Regions from separate parts of the Sus scrofa genome. Here region 1 is linked to region 2. Evidence: chromatin contacts called from public HiChIP or PLAC-seq data. All regions are on one chromosome and are shown on one strand. Each heading gives the region's core, a stretch centred on a gene start, on an enhancer-like site or on the middle of the called end of the contact. The rest is flanking DNA. Distances are from core to core; before and after follow the strand shown. Region 1 has its middle 53 kb from the start of BHLHE40. Region 2 overlaps ITPR1 (inositol 1,4,5-trisphosphate receptor type 1).

What was found. HiChIP or PLAC-seq counts read pairs in DNA pulled down with a chosen protein or histone mark.
Region 1: a contact with region 2 is called in an H3K27ac HiChIP or PLAC-seq map of alveolar macrophages. The contact joins two enhancer-like sites. A contact is called at or near these places in 1 of 5 promoter capture datasets (liver), 4 of 47 Hi-C or Micro-C datasets (alveolar macrophages, embryonic fibroblasts and skeletal muscle) and 2 of 2 datasets of contacts at active chromatin or transcription factors (alveolar macrophages and skeletal muscle).

Annotation. Positions count from the first base shown.
Region 1 is chr13:61,579,123-61,583,263 of Sscrofa11.1, reverse strand. No RefSeq gene overlaps it. Among named protein-coding and RNA genes, the nearest start is that of BHLHE40, 53 kb to the right of the region's middle. Within about 2 kb of position 1,378, at least 2 of the 83 cell types and tissues checked have an H3K27ac peak or open chromatin away from gene starts, as enhancers often do. A contact at or near this core is called in alveolar macrophages, where this site is marked.
Region 2 is chr13:61,357,668-61,362,303 of Sscrofa11.1, reverse strand. It overlaps ITPR1 (inositol 1,4,5-trisphosphate receptor type 1), which reads right to left. Exons shown (of 59, transcript XM_021069282.1): 52 at 1,349-1,513. Among named protein-coding and RNA genes, the nearest start is that of BHLHE40, 170 kb to the left of the region's middle. Within about 2 kb of position 3,178, at least 8 of the 83 cell types and tissues checked have an H3K27ac peak or open chromatin away from gene starts, as enhancers often do. A contact at or near this core is called in alveolar macrophages, where this site is marked.

The sequences.
Region 1 (4,141 bases), core at 129-2,628, 220 kb before region 2:
TCTGATTCATTTCCCCCGCACCACTACGGGAACTCCAGAGACAGGCTTTGAATACTCCAGAGTCTGCATGGCTGGCAAGCCAAGGCAAAAATGCATGTCCAGCAAACCCAGGTCAAAGCCTTTGTTGTGGTCAAAGCCTTTGTTGTGGTCAAAGCCTCAGTTGCACACAACTGGCTCCACTACCTTGCTCTGAGCTCCCTGTATCTAGAGTTGAATCACTGACACACACACAAAAGCGACACTGAATCCTTCCTTCCACTAATTGCTCTCCCAGAAGCTGTTTTCAGTTCTCACAGCAGCTCTGCTCACACAGCAGCAAACTCTGAATATCAGTCACATTCAAGAGCAAGGGCTTGAAACATATATCAGAGGGAGAGAGAGGAACCGAGCCACAGCCTTCTTCTGGGAAGGCATGTGAGTTTTTCACGGGCGGGGCTGCTTTCAATGTGAACTTCTCCTCTTTGTTTCTGTGTCCACCTGTTACCAGACCAGATGGCCCCAGCTAGCCTTTTCTTTCACAGGCTCCAAATAAAACGCAACCCCATTCTGAGACCCAACTGCCTTCCACCCACTGACACTAACTCCCTCTTTACACAGGTGCTCTCAAAGGCTTTCAGTTAGACACCTACACAATCTGACGACTGGGGAGAGGAGGCCCGGAGTGGGTGCTTAGACTTTCACTGAGCCTTTCACTAAATCCTGAGTGGGCTCTCACTGCATACGAAGCATCACTCTAGGTTTGTGGATACAGAAGAAAGAGGCAGCAATGGTGGCTCCCCTTTATGGAGCTTACAGCTCACAGGCACACCAAAGCAGTTTCATTCATGGGCATTGAGACAGGAGAGGTGCCTTGATGGAGAAGTAAGTGCATCCTGGGGTGTTCAGCAGGTGACTCCCACCTCTTGGCAATCAGGAGGAGGCCCCCTCCAAGAAGTGGTGGATTAAAGCTGTCACCAGAAGGGAAATGCAGGTGCTGGTTCAAAATAGGGACCAAGAACAGGCATTAAAGCAAAGGGGACTGCATTTGCAAAAAAAAGCCTGAAACCTATAAGGAACAGTCAGTGTCGTGAGGGGCTGGAGACATCGAGAAGCTACAGGGTGAGACAGACATGCCAGGGCTGGTTGGCCTTAGTAAACCAGCTGGATGTTCCCTGGAGGCCAGGAAAGAATTTCTAGCAGCAAAATGACACTGTCAGATCTGCATTTTAAAGACCATTCTGGGTGCAGCTAATCAGTAGTGGAGGCAGAGCTGGGATTTGAATTCAGGGCTTTTGTCTCCCTGTCCTTTGTTCTCTTTCGCCAGCCTCGGAGCATGAGCCCTGGTCTCGGCATTTGTGTTTGAGGAACCCTGTTCTGTTTGTGTCCAAACCCTCTTAGCCACTTCCTCATCAGTGGTGAAGCATAGCTTGAAACGTAGGCCCAGATGCATGGCCTAAGCCCATTCTAGGTCTTATTCTAGATGTGTGCTCTTGGGAAAGTTAATGAACATCTTTGGGCCTCAGGTTCTCATCTGCAAAATGATAGTAAAGGTCCACCTCGGATCCTGAGATGATTTTAAAAGATAACACAAGTAATACATTATGAAATGCATGGTCTATGATCTATGACCTAACGTCAATACCCAATACACAGAAACTGTGTCACTGGAATGCCCTTTTACAAGAGGGAATTCAAAGACTTTGGCTGAAGTTTTCCATTTATGTTTTATTTTCTCCTCTTCTCTCTCTCTCTCTCTTTTTTTTTTTTTTTTTTTTTTTTTCCTGTTCATGTTGTCTCAAGGACTTCCAAGCTGGAAGTAACCAATGGTTTTGTTACCTTCAGTCCAGTAAGGCTCCTCCCTGCCCTGGCTATAGGAAGGACCACTAACATAGGCCTGGCTGGTCCTAGCACTCCATTCCCATCAAGGGATGGGCTATTGTTTTAAAGGGGCCAGTGATAATCCTTGCCTGAGATCAACACACAGAGGCTGTTAGGAGTTCTCTCTCCCGCAGCAGCAGCAGCCAGCCGTGTGCACCAGAGGCCAGGACGCAGGGAGGAATGAAGAGGGCAGGGCTGAGTATCAGATGAACAGAGCAAGCACTTGAACGACGTTGGGTTGCAGGTCCTAGTCCCTGAGGCCACGGTTGTCACAGCTCTTTTTTTACACTTCTGTGAACCACCTCCACAGCCCTGCAGATTTCTCCAGTCACCAATTCCCCAGCTTGCTTTAGCCCAGTTGAGAGGAGATTTAACACTTGCAAACCAAAAGAGTTCTGACAAACTGCACAGCTGCTGAGGTCACAGGCAACTCTGAATCATGGATGTAGAGCCCCAAAGTTCAAAGAGTCCTCAAAGGTCTTCCAGAAAAAAACAACAAATAACAAAAAAGAAACAACTTTGCTTTTAAGTAGTGAAGTCTTCTTTTCAAATATTTGGAAGTCCAAATATATAACATAGGTCAAAGGAGAAGTAGCCTTATCGCTGTGAGAGTGTGCAACCATCGACCCTGCTCACCAGCTCCCAATTCTAGCCACCTCGCCTGCATCCATCTCAAAGTCAATGTCTGACCCAACTTCCTACATTAGGAATCACCTCGACCACATCTTTGACACTTGGTCATTAAGCCCTAGTTGAACACATTCACAACAGGCAGCTGATGAAGCCACGAGGCAGTCCACTTCCTTTTGCAGACTTTTCTGATAGCGACACAGATCCTCATCTGCCTTGTGGTAACACTTATTCATGGGTCCAGGTCTTCACTGGTAAAACAGCTAAATAAATACACCTTTCCAATGGCAGCCCTTCCTGAAGCTGATTTTCCTGCCCCACTGACACATCGTCGGTTTCTTCCTCATGGGACCTCAGGTCCAGCTAATGAGATGCCTAAAATAAGCAGACTGCTGTATGAAGTGTAATTTAAGAAAGGACATAAAGATAAAAAGCTTAAAGTTAGAGAAAGTATTTATTTAGAAAAAACAAACAAACACAGAAGTTTCTGGGAGACCCTATAACTTCTGATGTGTAACATTTTCTCCGGGCACTGTACTCGGGGCTGTGCACACCTCTTCTCCTTTTTACTTTCACCCCACAACCCACTCACAAATTTAGGAATGATATCTATCCCCATTTAAAAGAGGAGGCAGGAGTTCCCCTCATGGCTCAGTGGAAATGAATCTGACTAGCATCCATGAGTATGCAGGTATGAACCCTGGCCTTGGTCAGTGGGTTAAGGATCCACTGTTGCTGTGAGCTGTGGTATAGGTGGTAGATGTGGCTCAGATTCCACATTGCTGTAGATGTGGCAGAGGCTGGCAGCTACAGCTCTGTTTCGACTCCTAGCCTGCGAACTTGCATATGCCGTGGATCCGGCCCTAAAAAGATAACCCAAAAATAAATAAATAAATAAATAAAAGGCGGCCCAGGAAGTTCCCTTTGTGGCTCAGTGGTAACAAACATGACTAGTATCCATGAGGATGCTGATTTGATCCTGGGCCTTGCTCAGTGGGTTAAGGATCCAGCGTTGCCATGAGCTGTGGTGTAGGTCTCAGACAATGCTCAGATCCCAAGTTGATGTGGCTGTGGCATAGGCTGGCAGCTACAGCCCTTATTAAACCCCTACCTAGGAAATGTCTGTATGCTGCAGGTGCAGCCCTAAATACCAAAATAAATACATAAGTAAATAAATTTTAAAAATTAAAAATAAATAATTAAATAAATTTAAAAAGGAGGCCCAGAGGAATGAAAGTCACTGATCTCAAGGTCAAGAGCTAATATTTGGTAGGACTGGAATTTGAACTCAGATTTCACCTGACTCCAAACCTGGGGCTTTAGGTGTATTTCTAGTAGAAAACACGACTTTCTTCTTCTGACCATCTAACCCTGGAAGATAAGACGTAGCACTGGAAAGATAACACTGATGCAGATGATTTTTGCAAAATTTACATCACAGTGGTCAGGACCCAAGGCAGACCATTCTTTGCAGTTAAGCCTTGGAGAAACTTCTTTTCAAACATGACACAGTCCTTGTGTGTTAGAGATGATTTAATCTGTTACTTGAACAACCATCAAGGAAGACATGAGTCTCAGGGGCTGGGATGACAGAACATGACTGTCTGTGTGACCAAATTGATTATAGTTGGGACCCAGCTGCCTTGTTCTCTTG
Region 2 (4,636 bases), core at 1,929-4,428:
CAACAGCAACTGCTTGGGCTCCAGACTTGGGTCTCCCTGACCCACAAGTCAGAACCCCATCCAGGGATGTCACTGTAGCAGACAGGAAGGCTTAGAAATACACAGAGAACCCTCAAGATCTCTAATAGAGAGGGACCCAAACAGGGCATGTACTGGCAATCCCAAGTGTGCCCACAGATCTCTTTGTCTAAAACCTTAAAGTATAGCCAGACCTACTTCCAAGGGAGGGAAAAGAATCCATTCCCTGTGGCCTGGCAACATCCAGCATTAACAGAATGAGCTAGTCCCAAGTGCCTGAATGGTGCATTTAGGTGTTTTGGACAGGAGAGGGAAGAGAGGGATGACAAAGGTCGTGGTAAGAGCTAGCCACCACTCAGCATTTACATGGCAGCTGGTGATCCCTGTGACAGCCCTGTGGGGAGATGGACTTTTTTCATTTCATAGATGGGGAAAGTGAGGCAGATTCTGCTTCTAGTTCTTTTTTAGATAGCTCTGCTTGCAGAAAGATCATTTTATGCTTCCTATCACTTGACATAGGTACAAGGAAATGGTTTTTTGGTTATAACTCCACAGGTCTAGATTCCCTGAGATGACAGGAGAAGAGCAGATATTGGTCTGTAATTTAAAAACCTGCGTTGCTGTGGCTCTGGCATAGGCCGGCAGCTACAGCGCCGATTAGACCCCTAGCCTGGGAACCTCCATATGCTGCAGGAGCGGCCCAAGAAATGGCAAAAAGACCAAATAAATAAATAAATAAATAAATAAATAAAAACCTGCTCAGGGAGTTCCCACTGTGGCTCAGTGGGTTACCAACCCAACTAGTACTCAGGAGGACACAGGTTCCACCCCTGGCCTCGCGCAGAGGGTTAAGGATCCAGCGTTGCTGTGAGCTGTGGTGTAGGCCGGCAGCTGCAGCTCGGATTCAAACCCCTAGCCTGGGGACTTTTGTATGCCGCAGGTGTAGTCCTAAAAAGTAAAAGATAAAAAGAAAACATAAATTAAAAAAATAAAAACCAGCTCAGGAGAAAGGTAATGGCATCAAGACATTTAAGCACTCAGCTCTGACACGAACTCAACTTCTACTGAAGAGGTCTCTTGGCTGGATACATCATCAAGCTGTAATAGATTTTTGGTCTTTGAAAAATAGCTCCTGCCCTTGTTGTCACTACATGTTTTCACTGGGAAATAGGTCCCATGAGAAATGTTTGAAGGTGACAGTCCTTCTAAAACCTCCTTCTCAATAAGTGCTGGCTGAGTCTGAGAAATAAGGAAACAAAAGTGCACATGGAGGACACAGGATGTTCTCCTAGGTTTTGACACATCACATCTTTCAACACCAGCAACTCACCAGCAAACTGTAGAAGAATTCATGGACGAAGAGTCCCATGGCGCAGATCAGCAGATACAGCAGATGATAGAGGAACTCCACGTCTAGAACCATGGCTCGGTAGCCTCTGGTGAAGGTTCCACAGTTGCCCACAAAGCTCATCAGAAAAATAATTTTATTGCAGACCTGGCAATAATGACAGCAGTGGTCAGATAAGCACGGACTATGGGGAATCCCAGGCCCTCCGTGAGAGCTCAGGGCGATTTGCACTCCAGCATCTGCCAGCGCCTCTGGCCAAACTAAAGCTTCCTTTTTTTTGCAGCAAGTGCCCACCAAAAACACCAAGAACTGTTGTGCGGATCCAAGTCATTTCATTACTTTGCTTTTCAGGTATATTGCAAGTTGATGTGCTAGTCAAATAGCTTCATGTACAACAGTAATCAAGTGGCATTTGTACATGACAGAAACAAAATTAACACATACTGAAATTATGATTTTCAAGATGAGATATGAATCATTTCTAACATCCTTACATGAGTTAGTCAAACACAGAAGTCGCCTCCATCCATGAACCCTGCCATCAGCATGATGAAAAGTGTTTTCTGAATTTCTGTTGCGTTCTAGGCATTAGAGGGTTGCAACTGAATGAGAAGCAGCCAGTTCTTATCTTCTGTTGCTCCTAATTTCACAGGGAAAATGAGGATTTTCTTGGGAGGGAAAAAGTAAAGGACTTCGGGGTGAATTCTGATCCCCTGCCCCCTCTTCTGGGAATAGCTTCTAATTTTCCTCTTGGATCCCTCCTTTCCCATGTATCTGTCCCTGAGGTCTGGGTGGGGCTCCATTCTGGACAATATGAATACTGTATTCCCCTGACAAAGACTGGGTCAGGGATCAGCAATGAGTCAAGGATCTGCCTGTGACCAAATGGAGCCAATGACACCCACTGAGATCTTTCCTAGGATTGCAATGAAGACAATTTTGTTCTTTACCTCTGACCTTGAACCTGAAAGAAAGCGAACTCTAAAGCTGCTAGCTTCCATCCTGTGGTACCTCAGAGCCCTAGGGTACTACGGGTGCAGAGCCAAACAAGAGGACCTGAGCCCTGAGCCTGTCTGGGTCCCTGGATTCAGCCACGCCTGAAGCTAGGCTCTTGATTCTCAGTCATATGAACAAATACGTTTTTCTCCTTCACTTGAACTACTGTGGACTAAGTTTTCTGACCCCCATAACTGAAGGTTGGTCCATGTATAATACTGTCCCACCTTTGATAGAAACTCCATGCCTAGAAGTTTCTCTTTAGCAGTGTGTTGACAGAAAAACCCAAATCAAGAGAAAGCTCTTCGGCTGCACTTGGTAAAACCATCTCCTGCTACCCTTGCTAGCTTGGCCATGGTGCTGGGGAAATGCTGCCAGTTAATCTGGTGGGTCAGTGTAAGTGAGCTTCTCAGCAATCAGATAAGTGAGGAAGGCAACACCCATGGAGGAGGTTTGGTTTTCTCAGACAGGCTCAACTTTCAATCCACTGGTTCTTTTTTTTCCTAATATTCAAAACCTTGCCAGTGCAGGATCTTTCATAGGGTGAGAAAGCATTAGTGACTCTAAATGAACTGTGTTGCCAGGGTTTCCAAGAAACAATAACAAGGCCAGGCTCTGGTTGACCTTCCAGGACCTCAAACATGCCTGGGGCCCTATGGTCGTAACAGCAGAGCAATCGCTTCTCCTAAATTCACTCTCCCCTTTAACTTCTGCCTACTTGACTCCTCTGCTTCAGCAGCAGCTGTCTCCTAGTCATCAACTCAGTCTGCCGTCCCTACTTCCTGTGGACCCTGCTTGGCTTGTGTCCGGTCTGCCTTTAGGTCCTAGCTCTTTGGAGCAGCAGCTCTCCCCAAGTCCCTGGGGCCTCTCCAGGGCACACCCAGCAGTCTGGCCCTGCCCGTTCCCATCACCTGACCCCAGCTCCTGAAGCACCCTCCAGACCACTTTCCCCCCACATGGGGCTGCCAGGATACCAGCTCTCTCACATCTCCAACAGTCCTCCTTTGTGGGTCCATGGCTGCCCTTTCTTCTCCCACTGCCACAGGTGGGCATTCCTCTTACATTATTCCCTCTAAATAATTAATTATTGTTTCAGCTTCCTTCCACCCTCCCAGCTAACAATACTATAAACGGTAATTCATTATTCAAATTGAGTCTTTCTGCTAACTCGTTTATGTTAAAGAAGAGATAATGTGGAATGACTCGAATCCAGGGAAACAGAAGAAGCAGACAGCCCACTGAAGACAACTTAGAAATACTGAGTGTTTTTTTCCTTTCATTTATCTTTTTCTCCTTATTTCTTTCTTCAATAGTGACCTCTCACCACAGCTGAAGGCCGCATTTCCTTGTCAACACTGATGTCACGCGTGTCACTCTGGTCATGCATTTCCAAACACCAGGCCTAACAGTAACATCTTGCTTTGTCACTTCAAGCCCTGTAAGTCAACAATGTAAGTCTGTTTTCACCCTGAAAACCAGGTCTTGGTTGCATGACTTATTTTGGTTGGCTCTGTTCTTCTTCTCCCAGGCTTCTGGGACAATCAGGAGTAATACTTGCCTTCTTCACCACCCAGTCAACACAGTAATACCTTCCTTGCCTGGAGAAAGACACCCAGACCAAGCCTGCATTGCTTTCAGGTGGGAGGCTCAGAGGCTTTGCCCACTACGTGTCACTATTCCCCAGGAAGCTCTGACACGTGTACCTTCCTTTTTCTCTACTATGACCAAGACACAGGCTTGTCACATGGAATCAAAAGCTTGCTGGAGGCCCAAAGTGGTCCCTTCAGCACCCCCTTGCTGAATCCACCTAACATGCCACTACCAGGTGAGTTTTCTCAAGAACACCTCCCTGTATATACCAACACTTTGGTCAGAGTTTTCCAATCTGTATTCTACTCATGCCAAGTGATACTTTACAAAAAACTGTGGGCAAATGAGTTTGGGAACTACAAATACTCATTTTCCCTTTCTTGGAGATTCATAACCCAGATGTGTAGGTTGATGTCTCAGAAATCTAAAAACCTTTCATTTTGTTTAATTCAGCATTTCCTACAGGGATTTCACCAAGGAACCCCCTTTTCGCCTAAGATTTACCCACTAGGAACTCAATGACCTGGAGGATGAAGTTATCCTAAAATTTGGGCAGGGGTTACTTGTACAGAATGAGGCCCTACGTGTGACCACACATGGGAGTGAGGAGGCAAAACTCAACTGATGATGGTCTCCTGAGGGCGTGAGGCTTCCCTCACGGCTTTGGCCCATGGGGCCCACAGG